Regions from separate parts of the Lactuca sativa genome. Here region 2 is linked to region 1. A link is a contact called in public Hi-C data. All regions are on one chromosome and are shown on one strand. The core of a region is the stretch at or near the end of the contact, and the rest is flanking DNA. Distances in the headings are between cores, read along the strand shown. Region 1 holds the start of LOC111886427 (40S ribosomal protein S24-1). Region 2 holds the start of LOC111921664.

Evidence for each region. A called contact is a pair of places that touch in the nucleus more often than the background predicts.
Region 2: a Hi-C map of leaf shows a contact between it and region 1, with 5 times the contacts expected there. The contact joins the promoter of LOC111921664 here to the promoter of LOC111886427 in region 1. A contact is called at or near these places in 3 of 4 Hi-C or Micro-C datasets (leaf and seed).

The regions. Positions count from the first base shown.
Region 1 is chr9:8,216,701-8,221,042 of Lsat_Salinas_v11, reverse strand. It overlaps LOC111886427 (40S ribosomal protein S24-1), which reads right to left and starts at 1,856. Exons shown (of 6, transcript XM_023882674.3): 1 at 1,726-1,856; 2 at 1,116-1,195; 3 at 965-1,006; 4 at 712-882; 5 at 508-594; 6 at 66-244. The coding sequence starts at 1,190. The coding sequence ends at 209.
Region 2 is chr9:8,421,778-8,426,119 of Lsat_Salinas_v11, reverse strand. It overlaps LOC111921664, which reads right to left and starts at 1,975. Exons shown (of 10, transcript XM_042898217.2): 1 at 1,778-1,975; 2 at 1-1,430. The coding sequence starts at 1,419.

The DNA of each region.
Region 1 (4,342 bases), core at 607-3,106:
AAGTTGTAAGCATATGGTTTTGTAGAGGAACAAAACATCAAAATTAGACAAGTAGTCCACAAAAATTACACATATTGTTCTTGCTATATAAATCTCTAAAAAAACTCAGTTCATCTCAACATCGGGGAATAACCAATATGATCAAAGTCTAAAGATATGAAAAAAAAAAGTCCAACAATTGAAATTGCAGCACATAACCTCTCAATGCTTACTTCTTCTTCTTGGCAGCATCTCCAGCCTTTGTCTGCATAATCAAAAAATATATAAGATTTATAGATTACTTTTTATCAAATAAAACTAAAATGTCAGTTATTTATGCAACAAAGCTACACCCTTCTTTTACCAATTTAAGCAGGCAATCACTGATGTTATCATTTTTTTTTAATTGAATCAACCAACTTGGAAAACAATAAACTGGCAACAATTTGGTAAAAAAAATCCATTTTGTTCGATAATTGGTGTTTTATTATTATCTTCGAAGAGTTCAAACTTATATTAACCACTTACCTTCTTTACACCTCTGATCTTCTTAGCCCTGTTCTTTCTTTCCTTCAATTGTTTTCTTGACTTCTCCACCTTAGTATCCAAGCCATTCTACAAAAAACCAAAAAGAATATAAGAGATTGAAGGGGAAAATTTTGCAGAAACACAATAAGTAGAAATAACACAAATATGCTTCTATCAGTAAAGAAGAATGAGTTAGATAGTTACCCTAACAAGCCTGTATTTTGGTTCATACTTCTTTGCATTCTCAACAGAATCATAAATCAATCCAAAACCAGTTGACTTGCCACCACCAAAGTGAGTTCTGAATTTGAATACAAAGATGGAATTTGGATCTTTAACCTCGTACATCCTTGCCAACTTCTCCTTCAATTCAGCCTTCATTTCAAGTAAATCATGTTACTTTATATCAGAATTACAAACATAAATGGCACAGCTTAAGAATAGAAGAGATTAGAACCTTTGATACATTGGGCCTTCCTGGATGAAGCACATCAATCACCTACATCAAAAGAAAAGAGATATATTCATCATAAGAACAATGATTTACACCAAACAGACAATTAAGTTACTACAGATCAAAACAGCATCAGTTTAGAAAATGAACTTACAAATTGCTTCCTGGAAAGAAGTCTGTTTGTCATAAACTTCCTTGTACGGAGTGTCACTGCCTTAGTCTCCGCCATTTTCACTATTCAATCCAAATATGAAAATGGTGAATTTCGCCAGTTACGAATTTTGATCCGAGTATTCATCATTAAAAAAATGTAAGTAACTCTAAGTATTTTGTTTAAGCTCTAACAATCTTCTCAAAGGAAGAAAAAAACTTTATTTGAGTGAACACTTGCATTAAAAAAAAAAACTAAACCATCCGACGATGAATCTGAAATTAAGTGTTATTAGCAAGTATACAGTTCAGATAAAAGTGCACACGCTCATCTATCCAATCTCATTGTCTAATTTCAGCGCTAATGAAACCGTGCAATAGAGAAAATGGTAAGGCTAGTGAAAGTATACGCCAACAATGGAGAAAAAACTTGTGTTTTCGGCCACGCAGCCGATAATCGTACAGCAGGTTTCGAAACAAGCAAGGGCGTTATCGCCGTTTGGACAGGTCCATCGACATGATTAGATCGTTTGAAGGTGAAATAATTGATACCTTGACTGAATACAAAGCTAAAACAATGTATAGCAAACTGTTGGATATCGGAAGAGACGAACCTGTTATTCGCTACTCCGATGGACGGCGACTCTGCCTCTTCTAAGTTCTTCTGCGAGTGATCGGCTGGGAAGAAGCGAAGAAAACCTAATAGCGTTATATAAATGGGTATATACTATATAGCAAGCGGCCCATAACAGCATTTTCTATCTATAATGGGCTGGGTTATTTATTTGGGCCACTGCTACCAAAATTATAAGCTATATTTTGATCATGTGCTGTCTACAACTCTACATTGATAATCCAAACAGTAAACTGTAATATTATGTCAACGGCGTTTTCAATATTGCGGAACACTAGAGCCCGAAAATTTTGTATACATTAGCTAAATCACTAAATGAATATGGACAAACATCAAGTATGGAGGTTGAAACGGTTTTTAACAAATTATTGACAGTTGTTGTTGTTTGAGTTTAGAGAGAGAAAGAAGAAAAAACTTCAATCGTGTCATTATGAAAAGTTAGAGAACATAATGAGCAAAAAAACTATATATATGTACAAAAGATATACTTCCAACTTACTCATAACAAAATAACTAAATAACTAAACTGTACACATGTTATGTGTATTAACTACTTAAGTTACCTCCCCCCCCCCCCCCCCCCCCTTTTTCTCAAGTTGGAGGGTATGGCTATAGTCCCAACTTGGAGATTGCACAATGATGTCTAGATCCCGACAAAGATTTAGTAAAAACATCTGTGATTTGATCAGTAGCAGGCACATGTGTTAATGAAATCAATCCACTTTGAAGCTTTTCACGAACAAAATGGCAGTCTAATTCTATATGTTATGTTCTCTCCTGAAAAACGGGATTCTTAGCAATGTAGATAACAGCTTGATTATCACATTTAAAAGAGATAGGATTGATGTTTGATGCTTGTAACTCAGATAAGAGATGACTAAGCCAAGCTAACTCTGAAGAAATACGTATCATAGGTATGTACTTGGCTTCTGCAGATGATAAAGACACAGTAACTTGTTTCTTCGACTTCCATGACAATGGTGATCCACCAAATAGAACAAAAAAGCCACTAACAGATCTTCTAGTAATAGGACAGGTTGCCCAATCACTATCATAGTAAGCTTCTAGTGTACTCTTGTATAAAGCTACTATAATGTACTCTTGTATAAAGCTACCGTACATCGACACCTGAGAGTGTCATAGAACAAAACTTTACTCTTCATTCCTAGCTTACACATATTCTCCTAATGACATTGTCCAATATCAAACTTAATTAAACAAGGTATCTCCTATAAGTCTAAGTTTATATCTATACTAGATTATGATGGCTGTAACCAACTTCTAATACCAACTCTATTTCTTGGGTGAAACTAACCTATCTTTAGTGTATATATATTCCATACAATGTATTAGGTTTTAATATTCGTTTATTTTCTCAACAATGTTACTTCTAATATTGTCATAAAATATTATCTATTTATCCTAACATAAAACATAACCATATTTGGTTCGCGCATAGCACGATATATATTCATATATCTTAGCATATAATCCAGACAATAAGCATATGGTTCACATATGACTTCCAACAAATATTTACTAATTTGATTAATACTTTTATTAATTCATGTTTATGAAAGGGACTATGTACTCACTTGATAAATTGGGTGAAAGACGATTTCTTTTTTTTTGGAAAGGGAACTTCCCTAACGAGGGTTTTCGGGCCAGCTTTCGCGCACCGACTAATCCCCCGCTGCAAACATAAAGCTTTGCCTCATGCCCTGGAGTCACTGCAGGCGAACCTCCATGGCCACAAGGGCTAAGTGGTGCCAGGATTTGAACATGAGTCAATAGGTTATCCACCATATCTTCCACATGCCTTACCAAGTCACCACAACCCAAGTGGTTGTGAAAGACGATTTCGACAATGTGTAACATCTATTATTCGGGTATTCGTTTTAACCCTTGAGCTTTACTTTATTTGCATGGTTAGTACCCAGTGGCAATTTCTTAAATTAAGAGTCGGCTTGGGTACGTTGGGAGTACACCTTCATACATAGGGCGTACCCGTGTTCACATTAATATGTTGTGCATATGCTGGTATGCAGGGGGTACACAACCAGGGTGCAAACCCTAAACTTTATGGTTTGGACCCTATTTAAACACATTTATGGCCACATGCACCTTCTTATCCTCAACCTCCTTCCTTATTTTGAAACCCTAAAGAGTGTATGTGCATTGTGAAGCTTGTAGAGTCATTTTTGGTGCCATTTGGAGCTTTTGGAGTAGAAGGAAGAGCATTGGGGTTGTGGTGTTTTACTCAAGGCTTTGGATCTAGCATCTTGTTCCCCTTGTGCACCTTGTGTAGGTAAAAAGCTTCAACCTTGGTGTAGAAATCTTATGGATCTAGTTTTAGCTCAAAGTTGTTACCTTTTTTGTCCCAAACTTGGTCCATGTGAGTATAAGGTACTACAAGGCATTTGATTTGTCCTTCCAGAGGTTTTGAGAGGTGTTAAGTCATAAAGTTGGGTTTTTGGTCATTAGTTTCTCTCCATGCAAGTGTTATATTGTCTTAATGGGTTAATAGACTAGGGTTTTTGCAGGTAAGGTCTTACTAGCCATGCTAAACTATAAATTTGGAAACTTTATGGTTAAGA
Region 2 (4,342 bases), core at 726-3,225, 200 kb before region 1:
AGCATTACCATCTTTGATTTTTTTTGTAAGCTTAGAATAAGCTCTTGTGATTGACCAATGTGTCCTCCCATTGGGTTCAATATACACCATGTCCTGATGCACCCTATTGAGCCTTGGTCTACGCTCAAATGTCCACCCAGACTTTGAAAGTATATCAAGAAGTTTCTCTCTCAGTAACTTCTTACGTTCTCCTCTTCCCATAATGCCCTCACCAACAACACTTTTCCTATTATTACGAATTCTTATTCTTTTCACTTTATTAGCCTCTAACCCACTGTTGCTGTTTTTAATGGCCACAAGCTTCAATTTTCTTTTTCTCATTTTGAGTTTCTTCAAAATCATATCTTTGAGTCTTTTCTTTTCTGATGCCTTTTCTTTCCCCTGTTTTAGTTTCTTGTTTTTTGGTTTCACTTTCGGTTGACTGTTTTCACCATCTATTTTGCGTGGTCTTCCCCGTTTTTTTAAGGGTTTTAAAGGAATCTCATTAGTTTCAATACGTATCTTACGAGGCCTTCCACGCCTCTCTATCTTCTTCTTCTTCTTCTTCTCCGGTCGGCCACCATCAACCACCGTGCCACCACCACTGACCACCGTATTCCTCAACCGCAACACCCTCTCACTAACCCGAACCCCAACTTTCTTCCTTTTAGCTTTTTCATCTCCAACTTTCTTTCTTTTAGCTCTTTCATCTCCATTGCATTCAGATTTCTTAACATTTTTCCTTTTCCTTCCCCTTTTCTGTTTTACAATACCACTTTCAACAACTTCACCATTTACATCTTCTACTTCATTCTTGTTTAAGTTGCTAATTTTTCTCTTTTTCTTTCGGGGCCTGCCTCTTCCCTTTTTTTGCCTAACTTCATCAATACCACCATCAGCATTCTTGGAAGCATTCAACATTGACAAGTCATCACCATGGACAATCTTTGTATCATCAGCAAGTTTTGCAGATCCTACATGTTCAGACTCGTGTTCACAGTCCAGCGGTGATTTAATTTCTTCCTTAAAACAGTGATCAGTTTCACTAGTTGATGATTTGTTTCCTTCTTCAACAGGAACACATTCAACACTTTCCTCTTCGATTTCTCCTTCGGAACAAGAAACTGGTAAATCTTTGATAGGATCCAACACCTCTGATCCCAAAAACAAACCTTTATCATCTGTATTTAATCCAACTTTTATACCTTCTGAAAATACAGTACCCATTTCAAGATCTTCATCAGGATTATCAACACATACCCCAATTTCAGCCTCATTTGCTCCTTTTTTATGAGATCTCAGTGATGACCTCTCAGCCTCATTTGCTACCTTGTTACCAGAGCTCCTTTTCCTCTTTGCAATAGGAGATTTGATATTCTCAAGACCCAAAACAACACGATGTCTTCCACTTTTTAACACCCTACTCGATCTCAATTCCATCCTTACAAACCCTGCACACAATCAATTAACATTAATACCATTTTTTCTAACTCAAAACAACTTAATTGTTAAAATTCATGATCATCTAAACACGAATTGTACAACAATCAAGAAAAATCGAACCGTAGGGTTATCTGATCGTCGAATTGCACCAATGCACTATCGAATCAAGAAAGTGAAACACACTTCGAGACCATTCAATCAAAAATACAACACATTCAATTGACAAAAAAACTGTAGAATTTTAAACGCTTCGGTTTTAAAAAAACGCCCAATTGAAACTACCAAAGCCAATTTGTGTACCAAAAAATCAGAGCAAAATCCCAATATTAACAGCTCAATACATGAAATTTCTTACCTGATAACTGGATCAAGGAATTTGGAGAAACTGAATTGCACTACTGATTCATGGTGGAAACACAATACTGCGAAGCGTACATGAAGGGGGGAGTAATTCGGTGGGTGATGATTTTAGAGAAAGAGACAATTGAGGGTTTTAGTGAGAGAAAGAGAGTGGGGAATCGGTATCTGTTTGTGTGTGCTTTCCTTTGGATTTTTGGGTTTTATTATTTAGCTCTGATACGAGTTTTTTTTTTTTTTTTTTCGTTTTTTTCTTTTTCTTTTCTGTTCTCAGAATTTGTGATTTACAGGGTTTTTATGCATTTGGATATATTTAATTCTCTTAATTCCGGACATCAATGTCAGAAAATAATCAATTTTTTGGGTTACAATTTGATCTTTTAACTGCCTTGATCACTCTCTCAGGGTATATGCTAGCGCTCCTTATCTGCAAAATGCCATCATGATTTTTTTTAACTTTTTCAAAATCAATGATTTATAATATCTTGTTAGTAGACTAGACGTTATTGAGTCAGCTCAGCAAACACCGATCCTCAATCTCGACAACACCAACTTGGTAACTGCTTGCAAACAAAAGATGGTATCTCTCCTCCATGTTCTCTTATTTTCCTTTTCTTCTCTCCAATATTTTAAAAACCGGTTTTTTAGTTGAACCGGTATGATGACCGATTTCTGGGTTGGTTTTTATAATTTTCATTCTTTTTTTCTATTTTCCTATATATATATATATATATATATATATATATATATATATATATATATATATATATATATATATATATATATATATCATGATTTGACGTTTACACGTTCAAACATTAAAAATATACATAAAATTAAGTTGTAAATTAATCCAAAAACATTAAAATAACACATAACCAGAAGTTTTAGTGTTTTACATCAATCCATATACGTCAAAAAGAAAATAAAGTATAATACCGAAACAAAGTATAGTTTTAGATGAACATAGAACACATCAAAAAACTTTATAACATACACCATATGTTTTTATTTTGAGAAAACAAAATAAATTTGAAAAAAAAAATCACCAAAGTTTATTATGCAAATGGTTCTTTTCTAGATGTTTTTATTTGGTTTAACCGGTTTATTTTGACCGATTCGACCAGATTTTTCAAAAAACCGGTTGGTTCAATCCGGTTCAGAAATCGACGTAAAACCGGTGATAGTTGAACCGCTCATTCCCCGGGTTCCCGGTCCAACCGGTTGGACCGGCCGGTTCAAACCGGTTTTTAAAACATTGCTTCTCTCTTATTCGATACCCTACTCCTTTTTTTCACAAATTTACAATCTTTTGAGGCGGAGTGTTATTTGAAGCTGGAGTTCGGTAAGCTCATAACCACTCATTTTAGTCTCATGGTAATATTAATTTTTCTTTATGCACCCTTATATTATTTGTTTTTTTTTCATTATTTTTCTTTATTTTATTTTTTATTTGTTCATGGCAAGAAGATAAAAGATTTCCTTCAGGCAAGTTCCACTATAGTTGGGAAAGGAATGGACCACAAGCTTCGCGCTCTGCCTTTCTTGTATTTGGACTCTTTCGCGCTATATGATGCTCTCTCTGCGCGCTTAGCTTTCTTTGCTCTTTGCTATCGTGCTATTGTCGGCTTCCTTCTCTTTAACCCGTCATTTCCAGTCAAGTAAAGGAGCATATCCCTCTTCATCGCGGTCTCTCAATACGTTGTATCGATAGAGTGACATTTGCCTTACCCCCCCTCTACCCGAGGGATCAATAAGCAACCGAGTGACGGGCGAACCACATCTGCTCCAATTCCAGAGGCTTTCTCCGATCGAAGTCGGATCAAATGCAAATATTCGATTCCAGAGGAATCGGTTTGGGGGGAACCTCGAGGATTAGGTGTTCGAAGATTTTGATGCCTTCTATTACGGTCAATGAACCGATATTGTGAGGGAGCAGCTAACCAATCTCATTTATCAGAGAAGTCCATCGGTTTAGAGATTAGTTCATGCTCTTTCATTCCCTCGTTCAAGGAGTCGGAGATGGCTTGGCAGCAAGCGTAGTGGCAGGCAGGCGATAGGATGTTACAGGATAGGCTTACTAAAGCTCGTGTAAACAAGATTTCTAGGAGAGAGGGTGAGTTCTCCATCTATCTTAGGAAGGTCTTCTGTCTTTTTTAAATTCTATATATCTCTTTTTGATGTTCGAGATCGCCTCCGTGTGGTTCATCCTAAGTAGCTAATTGAATATGCTTTTGTCTCTTGGAATCGTATCACCCATGGCGAGGGTCTCGTATAATAGAATAAGAGAACGGTTGCTTTTAGGAGTGCTCTTTCTCGATTTCGGTGTTTTTTATCCGGTTGTTTTTCTTTTAAGACAAAACTTCAAAAGTGGTTCCCGTGGTTTACGAAAATCTGAAGTTTAGTCCCTGGTTTTTAAAAACCTCACAGATGATCCCTGTGGTTTCAAAACTTTTAATAAATGGTCCTTTTCGCTAACTCTGTTAGCTTTTGGTTGTTAAATGAAGGGCATTTCTGTCTTTTCACTACCCCAAGGACCATTTATGAAGTTTTGCCCTTATTA